Regions from separate parts of the Cricetulus griseus genome. Here region 1 is linked to region 2. A link is a contact called in public Hi-C data. All regions are on one chromosome and are shown on one strand. Each heading gives the region's core, a stretch centred on a gene start, on an enhancer-like site or on the middle of the called end of the contact. The rest is flanking DNA. Distances are from core to core; before and after follow the strand shown.

Region 1 (7,449 bases), core at 240-2,739, 44 kb after region 2:
GAACTCCGGATCTTCCTGCTTTCTGTCTCCTAGGTGCTGAGTTACGGGTGTGTGTGCCCCTGTGCCCAGCCCCGAAGGCTAAGGTTTAGAGTTGGATGGGTCCCATATAGCTGTGGATATATTCAGGGCCCAGTGACACTGTTCTGTATTAGAGCTCAGACCTCAACACAGGAGAGAGTTATACACACATGAGGATTGAGGCTGGCTAAGTTGGAAGTTGTGGTCACCCTGAGCTTGCTTGCTTGGGGTGAGAGTGGGGAATACCTGGTCAGACTTGAACCTCAACCCCCTACTGATACTTGGTCCTGGTTTTCCTGATCACTTATTTACTTATTGTTTGTTTGTTAGTTTTGGAAAAAAGACCTCATTATATAGCCCCGTCTGGCATGGGACTCACTAGCCTGGCCTTGAACTCAGAGTTTCACCTACCTCTGCCACTGGAGTACTGGATCATTTGGTCTTTACAGTGTAGGAACGTGCCTCCACTGGCCTCACTAGTTTATGTTACCCACCTGTCTCCCACAGACACTTGCTGTGGACCTTCAAGGAAAGACATCAAGAAGAGTGTGAGGAGACACAGCTAGGACATGCTGGAGATAGGACACAAGTGGGAGTGGTCTGACTCGAGGCCACGCCCACCTCCTGTTTTTTGAGCTGGTTCTGAATCCTTAGGGGAAGGGGCCTTTACCTGCAGCAGTCTGTGCCAGTCTGATGATAAGGGAGTCGGGAAGAACCTTCCTTTCCGGAGATAGGAGGGTCTGTCCTGTCTGAATGTGCTGTGGCATCGGGGTAGTACCTCCTGCTCAGGCATTAGTCTAGGGAAAAGCTACCTTCTTGCCACATAGGATGCCTTTTATGAATGAATGCAATGTCGTTGTTCTGTCTATTGGCTGTTTTCATGTTACTTTGCCCTTTTTACCGGATGGCGTCATCCAGGAGACACCACCTCTTGGCTTTTAGGAGAGTCTCTAAAATGCCGATTGTGTTTTGCCTCAGAAACATGGAGGCAGGAAATGGGGTTGTCTGTTCAGGATGGATGCCTGAGGCCGGTCAGGAGTCTCTAGGGGACAGCCAGGCAGGATGCTGGGTGTCTAAACAGGGAGGGGCCCTGGGGAGGTTGAGGTTTCCTGCATTTGGTATATTGGTCTGTCCAGCTGTTTCCTGCTGATAGAGTGGGGTGGACAATGCCACAGTGACTCACCTCTGGTGTCCCTATGAACAATGGCAGCTTTGCCCAGGTCAGCAGGAGAGTGTTGTCATTCTAGTCACTTGCTTGTTTCTGCTGGGAAGAGGCAAGTACTTTCTTGCCGGCTCATGGTACTCCAGAGCCCTGGCATGGCGGGTGGCTTCTTTTTGGTTTGCTGTGGCCTGTCTTCACCCTTGCATGCCCAGCTCACTTGGAGCTCCTGGACTCTACACTGATCAGCTGCCTGCTGGCTAGGCTGGCCCTGCTTACTGTCCTCCCTTGCCCTGGGGCTGAAGTTCAGGGTTTGGCACAAGCATCATGGTTGGAGTCCCTGCAGGCATTTGAGGCTGGATAAGTGTCAGATGAGTGAGACAGCTGTATGAGTCTTTAATCTCCTCCAGTGGCAGAGGATTACACAATTTTTTGGTGGTTTTGTTACGTATTACAATGTTTGAAACTACTATCATTTAATTTTCGTCTTTGAGGTTCTTATCACAGTGACTAAGCACTTGCATGCTCACTAATCTTTCCAGTCACTCCAGGGGGAGGTGTCATGACTGTCAATTTACAGACCAGGACTCTGAAGTAGGAAAGGGTGTGGAACCGGCCCAAGGTCTCAGATCCTTCTTGCTTCAGAGTCCTGGGACATGTGGCTTTCTGGTAAGGACAGGGATACTGAGAGATTAAAGTGGGTAGTGGCACATCAGCCGTCCTCGATACTTGAGGCAGTGGATCTCTGCAAGCTCGAGGCCAGCCTGATCTACAGAGTGAGTTCCAGGACAGCCAGAGCTATGTAGTGAGACTCTGTCTTACACCGCCCTCCCAAAGAGTTTAGGATCAGGTAGTGGTTGGTCCACGTCTAGTGAGGGAGGATTGCTTGAGCCCAGGAATTTGTGGCCAAATGGGGCATCAGAAGAACACTGTGACCCCATTTCTTAAAAAGAAAAAAAATGGGGCTGGAGAGATGGCTCAGCAGTTAAGTACTTTGTTGCTTTTACACATAACCTGGGTTCAGTTCCCAGCATCCAATGGTGGCTCAAAACCATCTTTAACTCCAGTTTCAGGGTATCTGATGCCCTCTTTTGACTTCTACAGGCATCGGGCAGGCGCATGATGTACATAACATATATGCAGGCAAGAAACATTCACACAAATAAAATTAAAAACAATCAGCCAAACAAAAAAACACTTAAAAATAGTTTGGGAACTGTTGGTGGAAGATGAAAGGTTTGACTGGGAAGATACAGAAGTGAGCAGGACTAGTCTCTGCCTGCATTCCCCATGTTCACAACAAGGCAGACCAAATGGCCTGGCATTAACTGTTGCAAGAAGTGGTATGACCAGTGCTAGCATAGGAGCTCCCAGAGTAATTCCAAAGTGTATTTTCACCTGGCCGAAGTGAGAAACGCTTAGCAACTGGACTGGTCTAGATGTTAGTATGGTGTTAGCTGGGCCCATGCAGAAAATAATGCCATGTGTGTCTACAGTTGCAAAGGTGCAGCCCTGTTTGGTATTGTTATTGCAGTTATTTGGCAGCTTGCATCAGGAGTCTTAGAACTGTCCATTCAAAATTCTGTTGGTTGGAATTTATCCCAGAGAACTTTATATGTATTCAGTAAGACATCATTTGCAGTAGCAAAAAATTATAAACATATAAAGTGTCCAACAATAGAAGATGTATGTTTTTATACAGCAAGCCATAGTTAGAAATAAGTTAGGTATTAGTACACACACACACACACACACACACACACACACACACACACACACACAAAATGAATAAGTGAATGTAATTAAAATAAAGACATTTTGGTGAGCTGCCCATGGATGATAACACGCCATGTATCTCAAAAAGCTACAAGAGAGAATCTTGAGGGTTTTCAACATGAAGAGATGAAAAATGCTTGAGAAGATAAAAACATTCAGCTGGTGTGAGCATTGTGCAACACACACACATCTATTGAAATGTCACACGGTAGACCATCAATAGGTACGGTCTTTATTTTTCTCTATCAGTTAAGAAATAAATGTAGACTTGGTGTAGTGTCCCAGGCCTATAATGCCAGCACCCAGCAGGAAGAGTTGGAATTCAAGGCTAACCTAGGCTACATAGTGAGTTCCAGACCAGCATAGGCTAAGCTGTCTTAAAAACAAAGAGGAAATATAAGTAAGTGTTGGGATGCCTTCATATGAGGGGCTATTGTATAACCTTTTGCAGAAACCATGTCTTCAAACATAACATAGCTGGATATGGTGATATTTGTCCATAATCCCAGCACTATAAAGGCTGAGGCAGGAAGATAGTGAGCTCCAAGTTAGCCTGTGCTATATAGCAAGACCCCGTTTCAAGGAAGGAGCCCAGGACATGAAAAATACTTCTAAAAATCAAGTGACTACCAGAAGATATAAAACTGTTTGTACTGTAAATACTGCTTTTTAGATTTATTTATTTAAAACTTTTATAAATTTAAAAGTTTAAATAATACATTTCTTCTCTAAGTATTACGTCCCCACTGCGGTTTCCACTCCTCTTAGGCCTTCCTCCCTCCTCCCCTTCCTCCAGATCAACTCCTCCCCCAAAGAAAGAGAGAGAGCAGGGTTTCCAGGGATACCCAGTGAATGAGCATGACCTAACAAGATATGTTCAACCGTGATTTAGTTATTTTTATGAATATGAATGTTTTGCCTGCAAGTATGTTTGTGCACCACTTTCATGCATTCCCCATGGAGGCCAGAAGAGGGCGTCTGATTGCCTCGGAACTGGAGTTACAAGACCATTGTCAGGTTCTAGGAATTGAACCTGGGTCCTTTGCAAGAGCAGCCAGTGAGTGCTCTTAGCCTCTGAGCCATCTTTCTAGCCCTAAATACTAATTTTTCTTTTGTTCTTGAAGGACGATGCTAGTGACGGGCAGTGAGTCTTAGTGGCTTTCCTTTCTCTTGTATGTCACATACTTTCTCAAGTTTCTCTAGTGGGTTTTAGCAGCCTACGTATAAAGCACTAATAGATGCACACTTGGTGTCTCTGGACTCTGTGGTTGGGGAAGAACTGAGAATCCAGTTGCCTTGTTATTGCCTCACTCAGATGCCAGCATGCTTGAGGGATCACTGCATCCATGCCCTACATATAAAGCTGCCCTGTGGAGCCAGGCTGAGCGCTCTGAGGGGTGGCAGGCAAGTTCAGGGAGGCCGTCCCTGCCTTTCGGCTCCTTTCCTTACTTCACACATTCTTCCCCTGCCTTTCTCCCTTAATTGGATGTAAATGTAAGACTGGAGGATAATTTTTTAAAATATGTATTGTTTTTATTGGCTACGTTTTCCTAACACCGTGACAAGAGAGTCACATTAGGTTTCTCACTCTGAAGAAACCCTAATTTAAACTCCTCTCTGCTCATGTGACCACGATTGATTTTTCTCTCATTAGTTCAGATGGTTTTCGTCAGGGAGAAGACTTTCCTACTCCTGCCTTAAATGGCCTCTGAAAGCCCAATTTGAAATGATGGCTGGTTGCCAGGTCCTGTTGGGCAGGACTGTTTGGCTCTCCCAGGAGATGGGGAAGTGGGTGAGGGGGAGCTTGAAGTTTTGCAGTTTTGTGGCTGCAGGTCAGTTTGAAGGTGACTCCTCAGTGAGCTTAGAACAATTGTGACCCTTACCCAAAATGGCCTTGCTGGGGTTGGGGAGTGTGGATCAGGACTGAGAATATCATAGGGACTTCATTAATGGCCTGGCCTTCAGCCTCTGGGTAATGCTAACTTTCGTGGCATTGTTCATTCCTAATGCTGCTGGGTGAACCAAAGGCCTTGGGTATGCTAGACAAGCCTGAGCTATACCCAGTGTGCAAAAAAAGTGGCAACTTCCCGAAGGTTCCCCTGTGTTTCCATCTAGCAGAAAAGCTAAATCAGGAGGACCACTTGAGCCCAGAAGTCTGAAGCCAGGCTGAGCAGGTTGTAAGATTGTCACATAAGATCAGTCAAATCAGGTAACCACCTACAGTAGTTCAGACAGTAGGTTTGGGATCAGAGACCCAGAGTCGGCCTGACCATTGTGGTGATAGTGAGTTGTTGTCTTAGCTTCTTGGAGCTACACTCTCCTGCTCTGTAAAATGGGAAGAGTGCTGAAACAAAACCCAGTAGGGATAATGTGCGGATTAAATGTGCGAGTGCTGATGAATGCTCACTAAGCGAGCAGAGTGTATCTTGCAGGTGTGAAACACTAATGCTGATTTTAGAGGAGTGGTCCTCCCCACTTGCTCTGAGCCAGGAATGTGGCTGAAACCAAGTCTCAGGGAATCTGCCTCCCTGGCCACATTCTCTGCCCCAGTTCAACCTTTAGGCGTTCTGCTTTCGTTTTGGATGAAGGTTGAGCTCACCTAGTTTCTTAGACATTTGAACTCAGTGGGGAATAGCCTTTCAGAACCCACACAGCCTGTTTTCCCATTGCTTTTAGGATGGCCTTGAGCTCAACCCTAACCCTCACATTGTCTCAAGAAGCATGTCCCAGCCTCTTAAAGGACGCCCCCTTTCCTACTGGGGGAGCAATTTGCTCCACAGAGCATGAAGCAGTTGTAGCACTTAAAGTCCATAGCTCTACCAGCACATATGTATTTGTTTTTAACTGTTACTGTGATAAAATGCACATGACATAAAATGTATCATTTAAATAAACTGCAAGTCTTCAGTTGAGTGGGACTGACACATTCACACTGTTGAGTCACTGTCATCAGTCTTGGGGCTATTTTTGTCTTCTCTGTGCCCATTGAACAAATACTTGTCCCTGCCCTGTCCCTGGTCCCTTGTAACCATTTTACTATGCACTCTCTCCAAAGTTTGACTATTCTAGATACATTATCTAAATGAAATCTTTTACTATCTGACTTTTTGTGGGTAGATTTTTTTTTCCCATTTAGCATTATGCCTTCAAAGTCCATTCAAGTTGTAGCTTGTATCAGAATGTGTTCTTTTTTGCCAATGAGTAATATTTCATGGCGTGCCTCTAACACATCTTTTTACCCATCCCCCATAAGAGGGTCATTTGGATCGGTTTTTTCACCCATTGTTCATTGTGCCCCACACACACATATTTTAAAATTACATAACCACTGTCAGGACAGTTACCCAGGGGCCTCCAGTGCATGTGTGTAATCATTATCGGAAAGGATGGCTCACATCCTGAGAACATGGCTATTCATAGGTGTGTTCCTGAGTACTGCCGCCATGTATTCATTTCCCTTATCTTTATTAGTTCGTCACCAGCTCCCAAGGGTCTGTTTTAGGAAGTGGTAAAGGGTCTTGGTTAAGGCTGTGGATTCTGAGGTCCGACCACCTGGCCTTGCATCCTGATCCCACCATGTATTAGCTTGCCATTGCATATGCTACTTAACTCTTGAGGGCTCTGTTAGTTGAAGGTGGGGGTGGGGTAACTACCCAGAAGTTTAAAGGAGATTATCTGTGTGTCAGAGCCAGCATAGCATCGGATGCATTATGAACCCTTAAACATTATTTTAAGCCAAAATTAAGGTTTTTCTTTGGTTTTGAAAACTGGAACTTACTGTGTAGTCTGGGCTGGCTTTGAACTCATGATGTATCTGTTTCAGCCTTTAAAAAACTCAGATGTCTTGTACAGAACACTGCTTAGTAGGATGATCTTAGCATCCAAGGGAGGCATTTGGAAGCCATCTGCAGTTCCCCCAGGGCCATGCTGTTGTTGTGCCCAGAGGGTGACTTCCCTGTTGCTTCAGCTTCCCGAGGCCGCTCAACATATACCCAGTGACCAGTCTGGCTTCAGGGTGGGAACCTTCATCCTCTGCCTGCAGAGTGGGCATATCCAGCTGAGTGTTCCGCAATATGCGAAGCAGACGGTGATTTCTCCCCAAAGCTGGTAGAGCTGGTGAGAACAGAAGCTTCTCTGTTTTAGTCTCTATTTGACTAAAATTTCCCAAATATTTATCATCTCCTCTCATCCCTCCTTGCTGGCATGAGCTTCCAGCTCCAGCTTCCTGGCTGCATCGAGGCCAGGGGCTGTCTCTGTTGCTCAAGTCCAATGACTTGTTCCGGAGACTCTCCAGGTGTGGCTGAAGCTGAGGGGAGGAGCCAAGAAGAGTCGGGGCAGAATATACACAATGGGACCTTTCAGCAGGGTTCTCAGGGCCAGCCTGTGTACAGTGGCAAAGCAGACACTTAGTGTGTGTGCCTTGAGCAGGCTTCTTACCCTCTCACTGTGTCCATACCCTCGTTGGTAGGATGGGGTTAATAATAACTTGCCCTGAA
Region 2 (7,617 bases), core at 3,537-6,036:
AAACTATGTAATTGTCCTCAGTGACATTCTGTAATCAATGAGAAAATGAGAAAATTGATATAAACATGGCTAATATGGTCATTACTGTTGTATTCATTGATTTTTTTTTTTAACCAGCCATTTAAATCACATGATTGCCGCCCTCATGCTCTGCTGGTGGGTGTCCACATGCCCCCCCCCACTCACAGTCATGCTTCTGCATGCTCTGCAGCACACAGAGGAATGCCAGCAGCATTGCTTTCCCTGCAGGGCTTCTGTGGAGCTGCTCTGCTTGGCGCCTGTGATCCCTGCTGGGATTCACAGCATTGCCTTTCTGTCTTTACATTGTCCCTGCTGACCCACAGCATCTGCATTTCCTCAGGCAGGTCTGATCAAGGCCTTATAACACTCACCCCAAACCTGCCTCTGCTTGAGAGGCATTTCTTCTGTGGGCATGGGCACATTTTGGGTCCCATACACGCATATACATGCTGATGGGATTGATGGTGTCCGTTATGCTCAGTGCTTAATTTTTTCCCCAGCTTTTTATATTCCCCACTCCCACACCACATCTGAGGCTAGGCAAGAGTTTGCACACTCCAATATGAAAATGACAATAGTTAGAAAAGGAGTTGGGGGACTACAGGTCAGTGGCTGTTTTTTTTGTAAATAAAGTCATTTTCGTTGTTGTTTTTGAGACAGGGTTTCTCACTCCGTAGACCAGGCTGGCCTTGAACTCACAGAGATCCACCTGTCTCTGCCTCCTGAGTTCTGGGATTAAAGGCGTGAGCCATCACTACCCAGTTTGTCAATAAAGTTTTAATTAGAGCATAGTGATGTTCACTCATTTTTGTACCATTATGGCTCCTGTTGTTCCGGAATGGCAGAGTTGTATAGTTGGAACAGAGAACATATAGCTCAAAGCCAGAAGTATTTAGCCTCTGGCTCTTCACTAAGTATGCCAGTCTTTGATTTAGTGCATGCATTTTTTTTTTGTTTATTTGCTGTTGTTTGTGAAACAGGATGTTGCTATGCAGCCCTGACTGCTTGCTAATTAATATTTTGTAATTGTTTTTTATCTACAATCAACAAAAAGGACACAGTTGCCAGATCAATTAAAAATAAAGAGCAAAGGTATTTACGTATTTATGTATGTATTTGTCCTGGGGACTGAATCAAAGGCCTTGGTGCACGCTAAGCATATGTTCTGCCACCAGAGCCACGTCTCCAGCTAACACCAGTGTTCCTAGAACAAAGAAAGACTTGCTCTCCATCATAGCTTCTCACCATCCTCCCCGTCCTGCCTCAGCCACCTCACTCTGAATCTTAGAAGGGAAAGACAGTCAAGGAAAAGGGAGCCTGCGGGAGAATGCACGTTCTGTAGAGGAGGCCGCATGGAATAGAAGAGAATAGCTGGGTCACTTTTGTGCTTCACCTTGATAACTGGAGATGCAGGTTTAACGTTTGGTGCAAATGGCAGGCATCGGTGACTGGTATCTGCTCTACCAACAGCACAAGTAAATGCCGTGGAAGTGGCTGCTCCAGCCTTCACTCTGGGAGGTGCTTCTTTAAAGTTACAGATGCAGGGCTGGGGATGTGGCTTAGTGGTAGAGCATTTGTTTAACATGTTTGTGGCTCTGGGTTGTACCCCAGAACTACAAGGGGTGGTGGGGAATGCCCATTAAACACTAGGTGAACTAGCTGTTAAGTGTATAGGCCAAGCAGACAAGCTGGGATTATATCCCAGTCGTGTGTGTGTGTGTGTGTGTGTGTGTGTGTGTGTGTGTGAGAGAGAGAGAGAGAGAGAGAGAGAGAGAGAGAGAGACAGAGACAGAGAGAGACAGAGACAGAGACAGAGACAGAGACACAGAGAGAGCATGAGCTGCATAGAGGTCAGTGCTGATGTCTTTCCTTAGTCTTTTCCATCTTATTGAGTTAGTTTTGGATCTTGCTTTACTGTCTAGGGAGCCCCCAGTACCCTCCTCTGTACTGGGGGATTACCAAGTTTTAAGTGGGTGCTGGTATCCTAACTCAGGTCCTCATGCTTTCATAGTAAAAATTCTATCAATCAAGTCATCTCCCTAGCCTCCTAGCTTAGTCTTTGATGCCATTTGAATGGCTTGGGATGGATTCCCTGGCCTTCTCTCCTCTAACTCCTTTTCTATAGAGTGATGGGATGATGGGAGAGTGGAGTCTGTGGTGTGCAAGCGCTTGGTAGATATCAGCTGTCACAAGCATACTGGAAACTCAGGTCCTGTGCAGGACCAATTCTTCCCATGAGGTGGCACCATCCAGCAGTCACTGCCCCCGAAGAAGCTTGACTTGGGGTGGCTGGCTGGAAGTTTCCTTTTTGCTTATTATCATTTTTGATTTGATATGGTAATTTCAAGGGGGATAAACTACCATACTCTCTTGTGAAACCCTGGGAGTTTCACAGAAAGGCCAGAAACAATGCTGGCATTTGGGACTGGAAGGAAGGAGCTGTTTTGAGTATTGCCTGTGGTCATAGTTAAAGTGGCATATAATTTATTGTGCAAATTAGGGCATCCTGAGAGCAAAAGTGGGGTGATTAATAACCATGCCAGGACAAGAGGAGTAAATGGGAGATGTCCTCCAAACTTGGAGGAACTTCATCTGTAGCTTGCTCAATAATACAGTTATCCTTTTAGTGTTTTTCTTGAGTGCAATGGGATTCTTCAGAAGCCTGCTACCTCATGCTTTCTGGAGTTCTTTCTCCAAAAGCCTCTGGCCACATCATTAGGTTTATTTGAGTTTTCCTCCTGATCGGTGTGTTCATCACATAGATCATAAGTCACCTTGGTTCCTTTTGCTGAATAATCCCTTCTTCTCTCCAGCTTTTCCAGCAGCCTTTTCCTGCAGTCATGAATCCTGCCAGATCTCAGCACCCCCATCTCTGGGTGTGCCAAAGTGGGATGGACAGCCTGGGTTCCTGCAGAGGTGAGATACCGAAAGATTCTCCATAATTCCAAGATTTCAGATCTGTCCATGTTCGTTTAAATCGAGAGGAGGGGAGGAAACTAGCACTCACCGGAATCCATCTTCATTACCTTAGATCCCTCTCATCTATGTGAGCTGGAGTGCTGTTGGTGGGACCCCTTTCCTTTCTGAGGAACCTGTGGCCTAGAGCTGCCTCCACCCAAAAGAGGCAGGCAGGATCACACACATCTGCGTGGCTCTAAAACCAGGAGTTTGTTACCTCACCCGGCTGCTTTGTCTGATCCTACCAGTAGCTATCACTATCAGGCCCCCTCTTCTCTCTACCTCCTCTTCTACACAGCAGACAGAACTGACCCCCTCAGTCGTGGTTGGAATATTGGTGGGGTCAGCTGGCAACACTTTATGCCAGGGGTTGGTCTTGAATGAGTGTTTTTTTTTGGGGGGGGAGGGAATTGGGAGGGATTGTTTTTTGAGACAGGGGTTCTCTGTTTAACAGTCCTCGTGTCCTGGAACTCACTTTGTAGACCAGGCTGGTCTCAAACTCACTGAGATCCACCTGCCTCTGCCTCCCAACTGCTGGGATTAAAGGAGAGCACCACCACCACCACTTGGTTTGAATGAGGTTTTGAAGGAAGAGAGGAGACTGTTTCTCAGGCTGAGAAATGAGAACCCCTGGGGGCTGGATTAGGGGTTGAATCTAACTGAAACAAACAAGACTAAGGGAGGTAGCCCAGGAGATTAGTGGAAACTGCCAAGCAGTTAGGGGAATGCAAGGGAGATCCTTGCAGTTTAAACACTTTGTCTCAAGCTGGATGGGCTGGCCTGTCCCTGCAGTCCTAGTATATCTTCTGCTGAGCATGGTGGGATGCCTTTAATCTGTGCACTCAGGAGTCAGAGGCAGGAGAGTCTCTGAGTTGTAGAACAGTGTGGGTGGTCCACACAGGGAAGTCCTGGACAGCCTGGTTCCAGGTCCATCAGAGCTACACAGTGAGATCTGTCTCAAAAATAAATAAATAAATAAATAAAATACTTTTTTCTTCTGATATTTCAGGGCACTAATGAGGACAAAACACTTTCTATGACAATAAGGGCAAAGAGAGGTGAAGGTTTCAGTGGCCACTTCGGGAACAGGTTTAGACTAGGTGTTGCATGAATCTGTGCCTGCAGGAAGGTAAGCCCGAGATGTCAAACTAGTATCTCCCGCTTCAGCTTGGCCCCTCCCGGCCCCAGTGCCCTTTGCTAACACTTGGAGGCTCTAGCTCAAGAGGAGGCAGCGGCTCCTCTAATAGAGTATCTCAGGGCAGTATCTAGCTCACTTGTCAACACCTTAAATAGTTCTCCCGAAATACCAAGCAAGAATTTCTTAGGTGTGGGGTGGGGGTGATGAGGCCAGACAAGCCGGCACGAGCTAGAAAGCTGAGACCACGGTCCGGCAGCCTTGGGGTAGCGTGTGTGGGCGCCCAGCCCAGGAGCGCCACCTTTTGGGCCCTGCCCTCCCCTCCCCTCCCTCCCTCCGCCCAACCCCGGGAGGGCGCGGCCAGGCCGGATCGTGGCAGGCAACAGGCACAGTAGTGCCACCTTGGGGGAACGGGCGAGCCGGGAATCAGGGTGCAGAGGGAGGCTTCGGGAACGCCGATGGGGAAGCGGCACAGTCCTCCCTCCCGCGCTCACGCGGGGTAAATGGCCGGAGTGGAGTGGAGTGGAGGGGGGCTCCCGTGCGGCCCTTTGCCTCGCTCAGCCGGGCTCTGCCTTGCCTCTGGCAGCCGAGTCCTCCCGCGGCGCAAACCGCCGGCCTTCCCTAGTCCTCTCCGCCTCTCCCACCCGGCCCCTTCCCAGCCCCGCCCTCGAGCATTCAGACCCCGCCCCGCAGCCCGGTGAAGGTCCCGCCCCCTCCGCCTGCCGGCCCCGCCCCCCGTTTCCGCTGGCCGCGGCGGTGCGGGAGGGAGCGGAGCCGGGGCGCCACACCGAGTCCAAGCGCGGTGAGTGCGGCCGGGGCGTGCCCGCGACTCGGGGCTCCAGAGGGCGCGAAGTTGCGGGGGTTCGGCTCGGTGAGCGGCGCGCGGGGCAGGCCGGGCTGGGCCTCGGTCGGGTTCCCCGAAGGGTGGGTGTCTGGGGGTGCCCAGGGAGGCGGAGCTCTCGGGGGGTAGGGGGGGGGGGAGGGGGGGCGGAGGCGGAGGAGGGGCTGGAAGGGGCCGGGGCGTGAGGGGCCTGTCACTGCGCCCCCCGGGCTCTGCTGCGGGTCCCGCGAGGGCTCAGGAATGCGGGACTGCAGAACGGTGGACCGCTGCCGCCTCACGCCCCGGCCCAGGGATGGAGACCGTAGGATGCCACAGGAAGGGAGACCCCCCTCTCCTCCCCCACTCCCCGAACCGTCGGGGATCCGGCAGACCGGCCGGAGACGGTTCGCCCAGGGCCGCAGATACGACGGTCTGGCCTGCCCACAGACCCGCTGGAGCCCCCAGGCATTCCTCGGGCTACTGCTGGCCGAGAGGCACTCAGAGTGACAAGGCTTTGGCACACCCCTAGATCTGAGATGTAGCCCATCTGTGCGCGCAAGTTTGGGCCTTTAAAAAAACTTTCATGTGGTTGGAAAAAAAAAAAGAAAAAAAGAAAGTCCAAACAAGCAACAGCTTTTGACAGCGGCAATTGTAATTGTGCATCCTGGACTAGGTAGTGCTGGGTCGCGCTTCTGTCTGTGGTGAAGGATGATGGTCTAAAGCATCTTTCTCCAGATGACTGTCAAAGTCTGGAGAAGTTTGTTTCTGGGGTAATGAGCTCTTGTCAAGGCTAGGCTAGTCTTGGCACTCTCAATGTCTAGGTGAGAACTCAGCAGTTTGACTTTCTTGGTTCAGAGAACTTAATTTGCCTTTTTGACCTGCATCTGCCCCCTCCCCTGGGGTGATTCAGGCATTTCCTCCTCCAGGAAGCTTTCCTGGACTAGTGGAGAGCCAAAAGAACTCTTGCTTTGATCTCTACTTACCTGTTCGCTCCCCATCTACTCAAAACAGCCTCCAGGAAGGGTGTGTGTGTGTGTGTGTGTGTGTGTGTGTGTGTGTGTGTGTGTTTGCTACTGGGAGATATGGGGAGATAGGAGAGGGATCGTGAAGCATCTCAAACAATGGACTGGACAAATCATTTATATTTAGCTGAGGAATGCAGGCGGGAGTCAGACAATCACAACACTTCCTATAGCAGCCTGGTCCTGGCGCCTGATGTGGTTGAGTCCATGGCTGGGGTGAGAAAGGGAAGGACATTGGAGAATACAACTCTACGTATTACTCGGTTCTTCTAACTCATTGAAGACCTACTGTGCACAAGGTCCTCAACAACTGGAGTGCTTCCCAATGAAGTGGTTTTTGTTTTTTCGTTTTTTGTTTTTTGTTTTTGTTTTGTTTTGGTCTTCTTTGGGGGGACTCTTTAAATCCGTGAACAGATGTAATATTAATACCAATAACTAGTGTTCTTATAGTAAGTTATAGTCAGCCAAATTCATTTGCTGCACAGAGGTAGGATGTACTTTTATTGATCTGCACATGTCTTTGGGATGTTACTATTACCCACCTTATTGGTTAGGGGGATGGCACTAGAATAAACTATCTTTAATGTTACAAAACTCGTTGAGAAAGAAGTAGAGTTTGATCTGGAAGCTTCTCTGTGCATCTGTCTGTCTCCATCTGTACTGAGCCCGTCTGTTCCCTCCCCTCAACCATGTGTGAAGCATCGGACAGGTTACTGCCCTTCCTAGCTCTCGGTTTTGGAGGACCATTGGGTTGAAAGTCTCCAGGGGCTCTCCTCCAGCAGTAACTAAACTAATAGTGTAATATGTTCTCAGCACCCAGTCAATTTATACTTTAAAGTTTTTTATTTATTTTAAATTAGTATACACGGTAATAGGTCCCATTATGACATTTTTGAATGTAATTTGGTTTTGCTGATCTTTTCCTCACTCCTCTTCCCCTTGCTCCCCTCTCATCTAAATTTTTTTTTTTTTTTAATTTTAGGTTGAGTGTGTGTTATAAATGTGTGTATGTGTTTGCATGTGCAGGTAGAGCCTGGAGGTCTACACCAAGTGTCTTCCTTAACTGTTCTTTGGCTCTTATTTTAAGATTGTTGTTTTTCTTTTTCTTTTCTTTTCTTTTCTTTCTTTCTTTCTTTTTTTTTTTTTTTTTGAGACAGAATCTCCCACTATTTAGTTCTTGCTGGCCTGCACTTTCTATGTAGACTAGGCTAAATTGAACTCATAGAGCTCTATCTGCCTCAGCCTCCTAAGTGCTAGGTGTAAGGGGGTGTGGCACCATCCCTCCACTATTATGTTTCCTGTATGGCATACTGTCTTAGTCTCTTGCTGTGTGCTTACCATAAGCTTACTCTGGGCTTCTCCACAGGCATTGTGGAGAAGCAGCCTGCTTTGTGGGTGCACAGCCTTTGGGCCTGGGCTGGCTGGCAGGGTGCCCTCCCTCATCCCTGGCTTTGTGACCCCAATGCACCTGGTCCTGGGAAGTGAAGGAGGACTGAGGTAAGGCCTTGCTTGGGCAAGTGCCTTCTCCTCTGTTGGCCTAGGCTTCCTGCTTACAATATGAGGATAACAATACCACGCTTTCAGGGCCGTGGGAAGGAGCCCTGACAGAATGCATGTGAAGCATGTAGCTCAGGGCCTCAAACACAGCAGCAGGTGTGCAG

What was found. Hi-C and Micro-C count contacts between places; a contact is called where the count stands out from the background.
Region 1: a Hi-C map of the CHO-K1 cell line shows a contact between it and region 2, with 2.6 times the contacts expected there. The contact joins the enhancer-like site here to the promoter of Tspan9 in region 2. A contact is called at or near these places in 2 of 8 Hi-C or Micro-C datasets (the CHO-K1 cell line and fibroblasts).

What each region holds. Positions count from the first base shown.
Region 1 is chr8:18,308,797-18,316,245 of CriGri-PICRH-1.0, forward strand. All of the region lies in intron 1 of Tspan9 (tetraspanin-9), which reads left to right. Among named protein-coding and RNA genes, the nearest start is that of Tspan9, 46 kb to the left of the region's middle. Within about 2 kb of position 1,490, at least 4 of the 6 cell types and tissues checked have open chromatin away from gene starts, as enhancers often do. A contact at or near this core is called in the CHO-K1 cell line and fibroblasts, where this site is marked.
Region 2 is chr8:18,261,576-18,269,192 of CriGri-PICRH-1.0, forward strand. It overlaps Tspan9 (tetraspanin-9), which reads left to right and starts at 4,787. Exons shown (of 9, transcript XM_027428363.2): 1 at 4,787-4,916.